Regions from separate parts of the Sus scrofa genome. Here region 1 is linked to region 2. The links are chromatin contacts, called in public HiChIP or PLAC-seq maps. All regions are on one chromosome and are shown on one strand. Each heading gives the region's core, a stretch centred on a gene start, on an enhancer-like site or on the middle of the called end of the contact. The rest is flanking DNA. Distances are from core to core; before and after follow the strand shown.

The links. HiChIP or PLAC-seq counts read pairs in DNA pulled down with a chosen protein or histone mark.
Region 1: an H3K27ac HiChIP or PLAC-seq map of skeletal muscle shows a contact between it and region 2, with 12 times the contacts expected there. The contact joins the promoter of CD9 here to the enhancer-like site in region 2. A contact is called at or near these places in 2 of 5 promoter capture datasets (fetal liver and liver), 33 of 47 Hi-C or Micro-C datasets (adipose tissue, alveolar macrophages, blood and 16 more) and 2 of 2 datasets of contacts at active chromatin or transcription factors (alveolar macrophages and skeletal muscle).

What each region holds. Positions count from the first base shown.
Region 1 is chr5:64,455,485-64,462,343 of Sscrofa11.1, forward strand. It overlaps CD9 (CD9 molecule), which reads right to left and starts at 4,299. Exons shown (of 8, transcript NM_214006.1): 1 at 4,140-4,299. The coding sequence starts at 4,205.
Region 2 is chr5:64,373,999-64,381,076 of Sscrofa11.1, forward strand. No RefSeq gene overlaps it. Among named protein-coding and RNA genes, the nearest start is that of PLEKHG6, 27 kb to the left of the region's middle. Within about 2 kb of position 4,878, at least 53 of the 83 cell types and tissues checked have an H3K27ac peak or open chromatin away from gene starts, as enhancers often do. A contact at or near this core is called in adipose tissue, alveolar macrophages, epiblast stem cells and 8 more, where this site is marked.

The DNA of each region.
Region 1 (6,859 bases), core at 3,049-5,548, 81 kb after region 2:
ACTCCCTATTTTGGGTTGTGCGGGAATGTCCTTTGCTGTAGGCTGTGGGGAGCAGGGGGGGCTGGCTTCATAGACTGAGCTTCTGAAGGGACTTTTTGGGACCATTTGCTCCAATCTGTTGTGTTTTACAGATGAGGAAACTGAGGTCTGGGGCTCAAAAGGTCTCCAAGTGAGCTGGGGGCAGAGCTGGACTAACATGCATGTCCCTGAACCCCAGTCCAGGCTTCTGTCTGTATTTCTTTTTTTCTTTTTCTTTGTTTTTTGTCATTTTGTCTTTTTAGGGCCGCTCCCGAGGCAAATGGAGGTTCCCAGGCTAGGGGTCACATCAGCGCTGTTGCTGCTGGCCTACACCAGAGCCACAGCAATGCCAGATCTGAGCCACATCTGCGACCTACACCACAGCTCACGGCAACGCCAGATCCTTAACCCGCTGAGCGAGGCCAGGGATCAAAACCGCAACCCCATGGTTCCTAATCCTATTCGCTTCCACTGCGCCACGACGGGAACTCCTCTGTATTTCCATGAAGCTTGCCTTAGGGCCTAGGGCTGGGAGACTTCATTTCCTGGGAAAGAGAAATCCCTTGCTATTTTTGTCAGCGAGGGCGGGGACAAGGCCAGAGGCAGTGAGCAGAGGGGCCAGAGGGTGGTGGGGGTAGAATGGGAAGGCCTTGCTCTTGACCTGGCCCAGCCCTGGTCCCCACTGCACAGCTGAATCTGCCATTTGTCATGGCAACGTGTTTCCTGTCTCAACATTTTTTGCAGGGTGGGGAGGCAAAGAGGGCTGAAGGAAATGCAGAAACAAATGAAACAGAGCCGGGAAAGTTAGGCTCGCGGGATGGGGTAGGAGAGGGCATTGAGAAAACAGACTGATGGCTGGCTTGACTGCTGGTATCAGAACCCTACTTGGGGAGGGCAGGCAGTGCAGGCTGGGTTGTCACCGACGGTCCCACAGTGATGAGAGTGGGGTCCAGGGACCAGGTACACCCCTCCCTTCACTCCCGGCCCCGATCGTCCCACTGCCACTGAGGTGAGCTGCTCCTCTCTGGATGCCTACTGGACGACCCCACTCAGCATCCTCTGTCCATGAAGTGCTGGTGGCCCCTGGCCTCCTAACTCCTGCTTTTCAAGACCCACATTAGGGCTCAAACACCAAGTTTAGAAACTCCTGGTCTCAAGAAAGGGAATGATGACATCATAAGGAGCCAAGCAAATAGGTCTCTCAGGTCAGAGCTTCCCTTCAAAGCTCGCTCTCTCTTTTTAATTTTTTTGCCTTTTTAGGGCTGCACATGTGGCATATGGAAGTCCCCAGGCTAGGGGCTGAATTGGAGCCACAGCTGCTGGCCTACACCACAGCCACAGCACCTCGGGATCAGAGCCGAGTCTTCGACCTATACTGCAGCCCAGAGCAATGCAGAATCCTTAACCCACTGAGCAAGGCCAGGGATCGAAGCCACATCCTCGTGAATATTACTGGGGTTTGTTACTGCTGAGCCACAACGGAACTCCACAAAGCTCACTTCTGATAGCTTGTTGCCTCTCTCCTTCCATCCCCACCCAGCTGGGCAGAGCAGCAGGTGGTGATGGAAAGTGTCCTGGACTTGGAGCCAACCAGACGGGCATTCAAACTTACGTCTGAGGCCATTCTGCCACACCACCCTGGGTAAGTCCCTGAACCTCTCTGGGGACTCGTTTCCTGGTTGTCAGTAAAATGGGGATACTGCTTCCTGCTCTGTCTGTCACAGGGGACATGGAAGAGGACATGGCAGGCCGTAAGACACTGCACAAGGGGGTCAAGGTAGTCCTCGATTCCATTGCCTCCTAGGAGATGGCAAGGATTGCAATCCCAGCGAGCTGTAAGAAGACACACAGCACATTGCTACAGGGACCTTGATACAGTTACTGAGAAATAACTGATTGGAGTCAGGTAGCTGCTGCTTAGCCCGCTACATCACTTGTTACCAGGTGCCCTTGTAGTTTTTGTGATGGAGACAGAAGAGGAGAGGTCCCCTTCAGGGATGAGGGGGTCGTGGTATTGGCTGGATTCCCATGATGCTGGGCAGACCTGCCCCTCTCTGGTTCCTTCTTCCTCATGGTGAATAAGAGGGCTGGACTGGACGATTGCGCAAGTCATTCTAATTCTAAACCCAACCGTTTAGGTAGTCATTTCTGTTTCAGATGGCATGGCCCATGGGCGGCACCAAGCCCAGGCAGAGACGGCTCTGGATACCAATGGGAGTGGCAGGCCGGCAATCAGGGAAGGCTGAGCAGATACCGGGAGTGGCCCAGGGCTCCGGCAGGTGCCAGGGGCAGATAGGGGTATGGTGGCACCTTGGTTGTTGGTGGTTTCCCCCGCTCCACATCTTCATGCAGCCTCGGCAGAGAGCTGAGGAGCAACCCAGAGATTGGCAAGGGAGAGATAGCGCTAGGGAGGGGAGAGGAGAACTTAAAGGACAAGGGTGGGGTGGGGCGGGGCCAGTCCGCCTTCAACATTCTTTTCTGGTGCCAGGGGTTGGGGAGAGGAGGAAGCTAAGGCTGGCAGCTAGCTGGCTGGCTGCTGGGGCTGGGGGGAACATCAGGAGGGGGGGTGCCCACCCCAGCAGGGTCTCCCTAAAGCTGGGCTGGGGACACCTATATTCCATCCTCACGAGGGCAGGCTTTTCAGGGCCACACCTGCGGCATAGGGAAGCTCCCTGGGCTAGGTGTTGAATCAGAGCTGTAGCCGCCAGTCTACACCACAGCCACAGCCACGCCAGATCTGAGCTACATCTGGGACCTACCTCACATCTCATGGCAAAGCCTCTGAGCCATGATAGGAACTCCTTTTTGGGGGGGAGGGGTGATTCTTGAAGGGCAGGTCAATCTCTGTCCGCTCCAGGGAGGATTAAATCTCGGGAGATTTTCCTTGGGGTTCATGGGGAAACCAGCTCCGAGGGAATAACTACATTTTTGTTAGAAGCCTCTGGTTGCATGTCCCTGCTTCTACAGCCGTCTCTCTTAAGAGTGGAACAGGGCCTGCCTTTCCAAATGCCCTCCTGACCACAGAGAAGCAAAGACTGTTCATCTGTGAGCAGGGGAGGTGGCCCGGGGATATAAAATCCTGGATTCCTTGCTTCTCTCTCTGGATGGTTCCTTAATACCTCAAGGTTACGTGTGGCAGGGACACTCCCCTTTTCTGCGGCCAGCCTCAGACTTCCCATTTGCAGAGAGGCTGGGAGTGGCTGGCAGCGAGACTTCTGAAGCTCCCTGGCCTGGGTCCTCCCCAGGTGACTGTCCACTCCCTGTGGCCCCGCCTGGCTGCTGGGTTGGAAGGACTGAGGCGGGCTCCTGATCTCTCCCGGAAATAGAGAAACACAGGACTCATCCCACAAAAGGTGCCCATCCGCTTCTACCTCACCTCTGCCCAGTTCTCCCCCGGTTCTCTCCAGTTCAGATACTTATCGCCCTTGGAAAAAAATCAAGACAAGCTAGTCTTGCAGGTAGTTTCGAGGGAAGCTCAGACTTTTTCTGGGTGACTCAGAAAGAGCCTGAGAGAATGGGGGCCTGAAGGTTCCTTCTCGAGATAGGAGGGGGGGATCCCAACTATCATCCAGGGACGGGGCCCGGGGGCGCGCACACACTCGCAGCCGGCGCGCCCCTTCCTCTCCAGCGTAAAGGCACCAACAACTCTTGGTTGGGCTCCCTCGGCGCCACCAAAGTCCCTAGGAGCGTCCGCATCCTTCCCTCCTCGCGGCCCCGGCCACTCCGCGGACCCCGCCCGGATGACAAGCTACACTACCCGTCACAATCCCCCTTGGCCAGGGCCTTGAGTCCCCAGCACAGGGATTCTCCGTTTCTCCCTCCTGCATTCGGAGGGACTCAGGGTAGGAGCAAACACAAATCTTCCCCCTGCCACCCCAGCTCACTACGGCCCGCGCCCCCTTCCCGCTCCGCTTCCGCCGAGCCCCGGACCAACGCGCCCGCCCCGCCCGTCTCCGCCCGGGCCAAGCAGCCCGCGGGCGGCCGCAGTGCCCTCTCTCCTCCCCCAAGAAGTCTTCCCCGCGCGGGCGGTGCCAGTTGCCGGCAACCCCCAAGGCGGACGGGGTGCCCGGGACGGACAGGTGGCCCCGAAGACGAGCGCGCGGCAGTAGCCGCTCACTCACCCAGAAGATGAAGTTAAATCCGAAGAGCAAGTATTTGATACACTTAGTGCCTCCTTTGACCGGCATGGTGCGGGCTAGACTGGCCTGGGCCGGACGGGTGCGGGACGAGGGCGCTTGCGGCCGAGACACACGGGACTGGGCTGCGGAGCGAAGTGCGGGCGGCTGCGGGCGGGCCTCCGGGCTGCACTTTTAAAAGGTGCCACTCCTCGGCCGCGCGTCGCAGTGTTGCGCAAGGGCCGGGCCCCGCCCCCGCCCCCGCCCCGCCCCGGCCCACCTGCCCCGCCCCGCCCAGGGCCCCGGGCCCGGGGCCCTTCCGCCTCAGGCTCTCTCCCCGAGTTACCCGGACCTGACTTCCCGCCATCCTCCCCCTTTCCTTTAACCGTCTTGAAGTCTTTCCAGGCCGTCATCCCTGCCCAGCTTTCATCCCGGAGTTATGCGGTGGCCTCGCCCTTCCAGTTCTCACCTGGATTCCAAGCGTCCCCAGCCCTCTACTTTGGGAGACTTTCCCCAGGTGGTGGGTGCAGAGACCCCTTACTCAAAGCCCGCTGCCCTCCAATGAGGGCTCCCTTTGCTTTGGTCTCCATTTGAAGGAAAGCTGCCTGGCTTTATTTCTCCCTGGGGCGGCTCCTTGCAAACCTTCACTCTTGGAGCAAACTCTTATTCAGCACTCAGGCGGAGTAGGAGGAATTAGAAGCTTGGAGTCCAGGCGGGAAGATCGGTGGAAGGCTTATGGGAGTAATTCTTAAATACCATCACTGAAAAGTAATATGTTTGAGGGCTGGGCAGTCTGGGAGTGTTTCCTGCATTTGCAGTTCAGCTGCTCAAAGGAGAAGAGAAAGTCTGTAGCCTGGCTTCTGTTCGTGCCTTTGCTCCACATCACCCTCTCTCTTGCCTTTTAATTCTGCCCGCTGCCACCTCTTGGTTGCTCCAGTGCCAGAGTTCTGAGGGTGTTTCTCCTCTGCTCAAAAACGTTCTGCAAATAACAAATGTTGGTGAGGATGTGGAGAGAAGGATACCCTTGAGCATTGTTGGTGGGGATGTGAATTGGCGCAGCCACTGTGGAAAACAATAAGGCGATCCCTTCAAAAAATTAAAAATAGCGGAGTTCCTCTTGTGGCTCAGCAGTAATGAATCCAAGTAGTATCCATAAGGATGTGGATTCGATCCTTGGTCTTGCTCAGTAGGTTAAGGATCTGGCATTGCTGTGGCTGTGATTTGACCCCTAGCCTGGGAACTTCCATATGCCATGGGTGCAGCCCTAAAACAACAAACAAACAAACAAAAAGAAGATGTGTTAACATACATACAGTGGAATATTGCTCAGCCATAAAAAAGAATGGGATCTTGCCATTTGGCACAACATGGATGGACTTAGAAGGTATTATGCTAAGTGAAATAAATTAGAGAAAGACAAACACTGTATGATTTCACTTATATGTGGATTCTAAAAACCAAAACAAACAAATATAACTAAACAGAGTCATAGATACAGAGAACAAACAGGTGGTTGGCAGAGTCGAGGGAGGTAGGGGGAGGAGAGAGGTATAAACTTCCAGCTACAAAATAAATGAGTCATGGGTAAGGAAATGTACAGTGTGAGGAATATAGTCAATAATTATATAATGTCGTTGTATGGTGACAAATGGTAGCTATCGTGGTGATCCTTTTGACATGTGTAGAAATATTGAATCACTATGGGATGTGTCAGGAACAAACAGAGTGTTGCAGGTCACTTATACTTCACAAACTAGTAAATTCATAGAAAAAGAGATCAGATTTGTGGTTATCAGAGGTGGGGGTGGGTGGGTAGGGGAAGGGGAATTAGTTGCAGGTAATCAAAAGGTACAAACTTCCAGTTAAATAAGTATTAGAGATGTAATGCACAACCTAAGAAATATAATTAACACTGCTGTAAGTTATAAAGGAAGCTTGTTAGAATAAGTCCTGTGTTCTCACCACAACGAAAAAATATTTTTTCTTTAGTGTTGTAGGTGTATGAGATTAGAGGTTCACTGAACCCATCGTGAGCCTCATTTCATGATGTATATGAGTCAAATGATGTCATACACCCTTTTTTTTTTTTTTTTTTTTGGTCTTTTGGTCTTTTTTTAGGGCCACACCCGTGGCATATGGAGGTTCCCAGGCTAGGGGTAGAATTGGAGCTACAGCTACTGGCCTATGCCACAGCCACAGCAACGTGGGATCTGAGCCGTGTCTGTGACCTACACCACAGCTCATGCAACGCCGGATCCTTAACCCACTGAGTGAGGCCAGGGATCAAACCTGCATCCTCATGGATGCTAGTTGGGTTCGCCAACTGCTGAGCCATGACGGGAACTCCATATGTTATACACCTTAAATTTACACAGTGCCGTGTGTCAGTTATATCTCAGTAAAACTCGAAGAAAAAAATACTTTCTGTAGCCCCGCCACTTTAATGATGTAAGTCAAAATTCTTCATCTTGCATCTGTGGGGAACACTGCCCCACCCAGCACCCCAGCTCTGCATGTGGCATGTGATGTGTGCCCTCTGCCTGACTGAGCTTGACCTCTTCACTTATAGATATTCTATGGCTCCTTAAACATTCCTTTCCTGTTTCTCACCAAAAGATAAGATTCCCCCTACTTTTGAAATCCCTAACCCCCTACGCATTTTTTTCAAAATGAAGTTTCCTTTGGTGTTTTTTTTTTTTTAATTACAGTTGCAAAACACCCTCATT
Region 2 (7,078 bases), core at 3,628-6,127:
TTCATTGCTACTTTTATGAGTCAAGGAAGTCCTTTGGGGCCACTGATGACTTTTTTCTCATTTGGGGATATAACATACAACAGCAGTATACACACAAATGTATAAAGCACATTTTAAAACATGAACAAAAATATGCATATGGGGAGTTCCCGTTGTGGCTCAGCAATAATGAATCCGACTAGTACAAATGATGACGAGGGTTCAATCCCTGGCCTCGCTCAGTGGGTGAAGGATCCAGTGTTGCTGTGAGCTGTGGTGTAGGTGGCAGACACAGCTTGGATCTGGCATTGCTGTGGCTGTGGCGTAGGCCAGCAGCTGTAGCTCCACTTTGATCCCTAGCCTGGGAACCTCCCATGCCTCGGGTTTGGCCCTAAAAAGACAAAAGACAAAAAAAAAAAAAAAAAAAGCATATGACAGGAAGATAAGATTAGCCAGGGTCAACTGTCCCCATTAATTAAATTTTTGAGAATCTGCAATCTTTAGGATTGTAATAATTATTAACCTAACAATACGCTGTAACAACCATAGTCAATGTCACATTTCAAATGTGTGAGTAGTGGGGAACTAAGTTGCTTATCACTTTTTCCCCTGAAGTACAACTTTCCTTGGAAACATTTCAGTCCTCCAAGAAGTTCTAAATTCCTGAGAGCTTGGCTAAGGGGACGATGAGGGAAGGACAGAAGAAAGGTGGACAGAGGCTGTCCACAAATGCTGAGGGGAGACTGGACTTCTCTCCCTGGCCTGGGAAACTTATGCGATGTTACAGCCCACCACCGGGGGGCGCTGTAGAACTAGGGATGGTAGCCTTGTTGCTTTACTTATCCCCGGGCATTCTTGACCCCTAAATCCTAGCTTTGTTTCCCCCCCTTATATTCAGTTTTTCTTTCCTTTTCTTTTCTTTCTTTCTTTCTTTTTTTTTTTTTTTTTGCTTTTCCCTTATATTCAGGATACTTAACCTGGTGACGCTGGTCAGGCTTCCGATTGTCAGTGAATATTTAGAATTTATGTGTAAAATATGTGTGACTTGTTAAACTGCATTTTTCTTCCTAGAGAGAGGTTTCATAGTTTTGATCAAACTCCCAAAGGTATTTGTGGATGAGGAGTTTGGGGTAGGTAGATGGAAACTATTACATTTAGAATGGATAAGCACTGGAGTTCCCATCATGGCTCAGTGGTAATGAATCTGACTAGTATACATGAGACGTGGGTTCAATCCCTGGCCTCGCTCAGTGGATTAAGGATCTGGCATTGCCGTGAGTGGTGATGCAGGTCGCAGTCTCGACTCAGTTCTGGCATTGCTGTGGCTGCAGTTCCAATTCGACCCCTAGCCTGGGAACTTCCATATGCCTCGGGTGTGGCCCTAACAAGACAAAAAGAATAGAAAAGAATGGATAAGTACTGAGTTCCTACTGTATAGCATAGGCAACTATATCCAATCTCTTGGGATAGACCATGATGGAAGATAGTATGAGAAAAAGAGTATCTATAATATATAATATACATGTATGACTGAGTCACTATGTTGTTTGTACAAAAGAAACTGGCACAATACTGTAAACCAACTATACTTTAATAAAAAAAATTTTTAAGTATAATGATTATGACAAAAAAAAACTTTCAAAGGAATTTGTGACTTTCCCACCCCCCAAAAGCAATGGTATTCTCTTGAGAGGGTGGAATGCAAGGATACAAACTTGTTGACATCTATCAGTAGCAAGCACTGAATATATGTAATTTGACATAATCATCCTCAAAATTACCTTTCAAAATATCCCCATTTTACAGGGGGAAAAAAAAAGTAACAAAACACACCCTGCCTCTTTGAAGTTCAAAGAGATGAAAGAACTTTGCCCCAGTTCATACATTTAACAAGTGGTGAGGCTGGCATTTGATTCCAGGAATGGCTGACCCTGACCAGGTCTGGGCAGAGGCGGAGAGAAGAGAGAATTCTAGGTGAGGGAGTACAGACTGTGAGCAGATGGCTCTCAATTGAGCCTTGAAGGATGGCAGAGAAAAGGGGCATCCTGGATGAGAGGGATGTGGGCAAAGAGGGATTAGGGCCGTGCTGCGGCTTTTAAAAATGCATGTGGTACAAGACCTTTATTTATTTATTTTTTGTCTTTTGAGGGCTGCACCGGTGGCATATGGAGGTTCCCAGGCTAGGGGTCCAGTCGGAGCTACAGTTGCTGCCCTACGCCACAGCCACAGCAATGCCCAATCCGAGCCAGAGCACAGGGCAACACCAGATCCTTAACCCGCTCGGCGAGGCCAGGGATAGAAACTGCATCCTCATGAACACTAGTCAAATTTGTTTCCGCTGAGCCACGATAGGAACTCCCAAGAACTACCCCTTTTGAGCAGGTGCCAGAAAGTGGGGTGATGGACTTGGTGACTGGGAGGTGGGCAAATGATAAGATCCAGGGTGTGGCCGGGGAGTGGGAGGCCGAGGTGGAGGAAGCGGTCATGGGGAGGAAGGGAACCAGGAGGGGAGGCCACAGTGGATGGGTGGGTCTCCCACGTGGATGCTGCCTCGCACAGTCAGGGGAAGAGCAAGCCACCAGCCTGGAGCTGAGTCTTCAGGGAAGGAAGGGGGGCTGCCCAGAGGCCAGGAGATGACAGCAAGAAGGGAGATGGGAGCTAAAGCTCACCACCCAGATTCTTCAAGGATGTTTCTATGGGGGTGGTGGAGTGGTAGCAGGGGTGGGGGGGGGGACCTAACTTCCTGAAGCAGCTAAGAGGAACCAGGTGAATGCTAACCTTACTTCCTGTCCCTAAGGTATGTAGGCAGGGTGAGAATAAGATCAAGGCTAGATTTGAGGAAAAATTTTCTGAACTGGACAGGGTATGAGGCATGAACATAGCAGCTGAAGAGCCCCAGGAGGTGTCTTTTCTTCCAGAAGAGGTTTGGGAGCAGAACTGACCCCTCCCCCATCCTTCAAATCCCTTCTCCCCATCTTGGTGAGGCTGCCTGGCTTCTTTGATGGCAAGGTTTCATTTAACCCAAATCCACGGAGCCCTAAGACATGTACACTCACTTTTCTTGGCTCTGGGGAGAAAGAGAGAGCAGTGAATAAAACAGAGAAAACGAACCCCCTGCCCCATGGAACTGGCTTCCTAGCAGGGGGATTTGTTTAGGTGGGTTCCTGATGCAGAAGCATCCAGCAAGTTCTGTTACTCACCGGTGCAGGAATCTGGACGTGGGCTGAGTTCAGACAATGAGTCGTGTGTTGCCTGGGGGAAGGGAGAGATGGGGTGACGTCAGAAAATGGAAAGAGCCCCAGGGCCTGGGGGCTGAGGTGGGGGTGGGGGGTGGGCGGGCAGTGACCTTGAGAAAGTAATTTACTTTTTTTTTTTTTTTTGTCTTTTTGCCTTTTCTAAGGCTGTTTCCGCCGCACGTGGAGGTTCCGAGGCTAGGGGTCTAATCAGAGATGTAGCCGCCGGCCTACGCCACAGCCACAGCAACCCGGGATCCGAGCCGCGTCTGCCACCTACACCAAAGGTCACCGCAACGACGCGTCTGCCACCTACACCAAAGGTCACCGCAACGCCGGATCCTTAACCCACTGAGCCAGGTCAGGGATCGAACCCGCAACCTCATGGTTCCTAGGTGGATTCGTTAACCACTGAACCACGACGGGAATTCCAAGTCATTTACTTTCCCTGAGGCTTTTCCTGCTTAGCTGATTGATCTGTAAAGGAGAAAGGAAGGGGAGATAATCCCTCATTCCCCAATTGTGGTATTAAGTGAAAGTGCTGTCCAAATACGTGCCCTACAAATAGTCATTTGTCATCTCCATGAGGCAAGTCTTCATTACCTTCCCTGCGTGTGGGTGCACAGTGGCCCCTACTCCCCCACGGTGGCTGCGAGTATTAAATAAATGCACAAACTAAGCATAAGGGCTTAGTGAGTGAGGCCCATGGTGCCAGCGATGCTGGCCACCAGCAACAGTCCTCTGTTCATCACCAGCAAACTCTTTGCTCTCTGGGGACCAACGTCCACCCGGAAGGGGAAACGGGTCCTGGTGCCAGCCTGAGGGTTTAGGGTGCTGGGGGCGGGGCGTGGAACCCGCCTAAGGGATGAAGGGGGAGGGAGAGGAAGCCCACCGCTGAGACATAATTCTTTTGAGCTACTTCCTTCCCCTCTGCACTCCAAAGTCCCTCATTCAGCCAATCGTTTAATTTTTATTCAGGACCTACTGCGCGCAAATATTGTGTTTGGTGGTGAGGATGGAGTGGAGAACCACACAGGCGGGATCACTGTTCTTGGGCTCTCATCCCGGTGGGGACAGAGGTGGGAGCTAAGTGCTATTTCTCATCTTTCCTCCTGGGGGCTGGGGTGGGTGGCTAGGCTGTCCCAGCTTCCAGCTCCAATTTGGCCTGGATTTGGGGTCCCCAGGAGAAGCCCACTCTCCTCTTTTAAAAGCACAGTGTATTGTGCGGTGAGAGTTTGAGAGAGCTCTCTCCCATCTTCAGCTTTTTATTTCGAACGTGTTCCTATCGACAAGAAAATGGAGAAGCACTACAGCGAAAAATGGTTTTCGCTGAGCTTCCAGAGCTCGGACGCCGGGGACGAAGACTGGTGGGAAGGGCGCGGAGAGGGGCGGGGTGGGGGCGGGGCCTGAGGGGGGCGGGCCCAGAGCGCGGGGCGGAGCAGCAGGCGGGTCCCGGCGCCGCCAGGGGGCGCCGCCAGGGGGTGCCGCGGGACGGCGGGGGCGGACGAAGTGGGTCTACAGGACGCCGGATGACTCACAGCGGCGGACGAGAGGATGAGTCAGCTGTCCTCCCGCTTTCGGCGCCCGCCGCGCCCCGGCCCCCGCCCAGAGCTGACCCTCGGGAGGGGCTCCCAGGGGCGGGCGGCAGGGCCGGGGACGCATTCGGGACAGCGCTCGGTTTTCTCCCTCGGGGCCGGTCTTCGGGAGGAGACTTTGTGAGTGTCTGGGCCGGGCGCGCCAGGGCTGATCCTAGGGCAGCGGGCTCCAGCTCGAGTACCGGTGGAGGCGCAGCCCCGGGGCTCGGGCCTGGGCGGTGGCACTTCCTGGGGAGGGGGGGTGTTCCCTTGGGGAACCACTCGCTCCCTGCTCGCCGGGATCCGCGGGGATGCTCCTGAAGCCAGGGATGCTCCGGGTTCTGGGCGGACTGTGGGCGGCGCCGCAGGGAAACGTGCCCCCAGCCAAAGCCACATGCAGAGAAGAGAGCCTGCTTTGTGCCTTGGACGCCGGCTGTTTTTTGTCCCTTAGACCAAGTCAGAAGAAAGAGGAACCCAGGTCCTCTCTGCGGGTTGGCGGCCCCTGGGCCCCCGGTCTCTGGTGGCAGGTCCGGCCCAGGAAGGGATATGACTTGTCCAAAGCCGGAGAGAGGAGGCCAGGCTGCTGGGTTTGGACTTCCAGCTCACCAGGCCGTGGAAAGTGCCTAAAATAGTGCCTGACATCTAGTCCCCCGTAATGTATAATAAGCAATATATGTACGTATGTGTGCCTAATAGCTTATCTTTATGGGGTCCTTACTCAGTGCCCAATGTTGTCGCAAGTGTTCCTCATGACTTCATATTTGATTCTAACTAAGACGTAAACACTATTCCACACTGGGGACATAAACATTCCCAGTAAACACATTCTGTTTCTGGGGAAACAGAAGCTCAGAGAAGTTAGGTTACTTGAGCAAGATCACACAGCTAAGAAGTACAGTGTGGGAGTTAAACCAGACCCCCTGATTTCAGGGGCTCTGTGCATGAGACTGACTTTGAATATCTGTGGGGTCCGGATGTTGATAAAAAAAATTGACCAGTCAATGTGAGAAAGAAGTGGAAATTTCCATGCAAGCCAGACTAAGGGAATAGACTCTCAGAAAGCTCTGAGAACTGTTTGGCCCATTAGAGGTCAAAGCACAGTCATGTAAGTTTTGAGAGAGAGGACTGTAGAGTAAATGACGTATTATTGCCAGTTTATACTATCCAGATCTGCTCTCCAAAGCGTGGTCGTGGTCATCATGGCCTCTGACAAGATTAAGAAGGCCTGTTATCTCTTAAGGGATTGTGGCCCTTAATGAGATGAAGAAAGAATGTGATCTCCAAGGAGGGAGGGTTAATGTAGATGCACGACCCACAGGCTAAAGGCGAGGAGGGAGGGGGCCCAAATGAGCAAAGAAAAACTCCCTGTTTGGGAGTTCCCATCGTGGCGCAGCGGAAATGGAACCATGAGGTTGCGGGTTCGATCCCTGGCCTCGCTCAGTGGGTTAAGGATCCAGCGTTGCCGTGAGCTGTGGTGTAGGTCGCAGATACGGCTTGGATCCAGCATTGGCTGTGGTTGTGGTATAGGCCAGCAGCGGTAGCTCTGATTAGACCCCCAACCTGGGAACCTCCATATGCCATGGGTGGGGTTATACAAAGCAAAAAAAAAAAAAAAAAAAAAATTCCTTGTTTAAATGTTTCTTGTCTTGGAGTTCCCTAGTGGCTCAGCTGGTTAAGGATCTGGCATTGTCACTGCTGTGGTGTGGGTTCGATCCTTGATCTGGGAACTTTTGCATGCCACAAGTGTGGCCAAAAAGTTTTTTTCCTTATCTGGCCGTAAAATATGGATTTTATTTTATCACAGGAGTGTGCTGCCAATGGTTTGCTTCTCAGGGTGTCTGAAGGTTCTGGCCAGAGTTAGCTCAAAGCTGAGGGAGGGGGCCCAGTGAGCTCTGCCCCTCCTGTGAGGCCCAAGCTCTGCAATTTCTCAGGTGCCACAGGACAGAAGAGAAGCACTGAGCATCACTCTTGTCCAGCTCTTGGCTAGCCCTGTGGCCCCGGGACCTGATCTCTGACCGCCACCATTCCCCCTGCTTGGTCCATGGGCCACACTTGCTACTTTAGGGGAAGTCGCCTTTAGCAGGGTTTCCCAAACACCTGCCAACAGACTGAGGCCGATTTGGGGTTCATTAGAAGCAGCTGGGGAACACATTAAACACACAGATCCCAGCTCATCATAGAGCTGTGATTCTCAACCCTGATTGTACATTAATACTCAGTGGACCTGATGCCTGGGTCTTCTCCCTGAAGATTTTTTTTTTTTTTTTTTTTTTTTTTTCTTTAGGGCAGCAC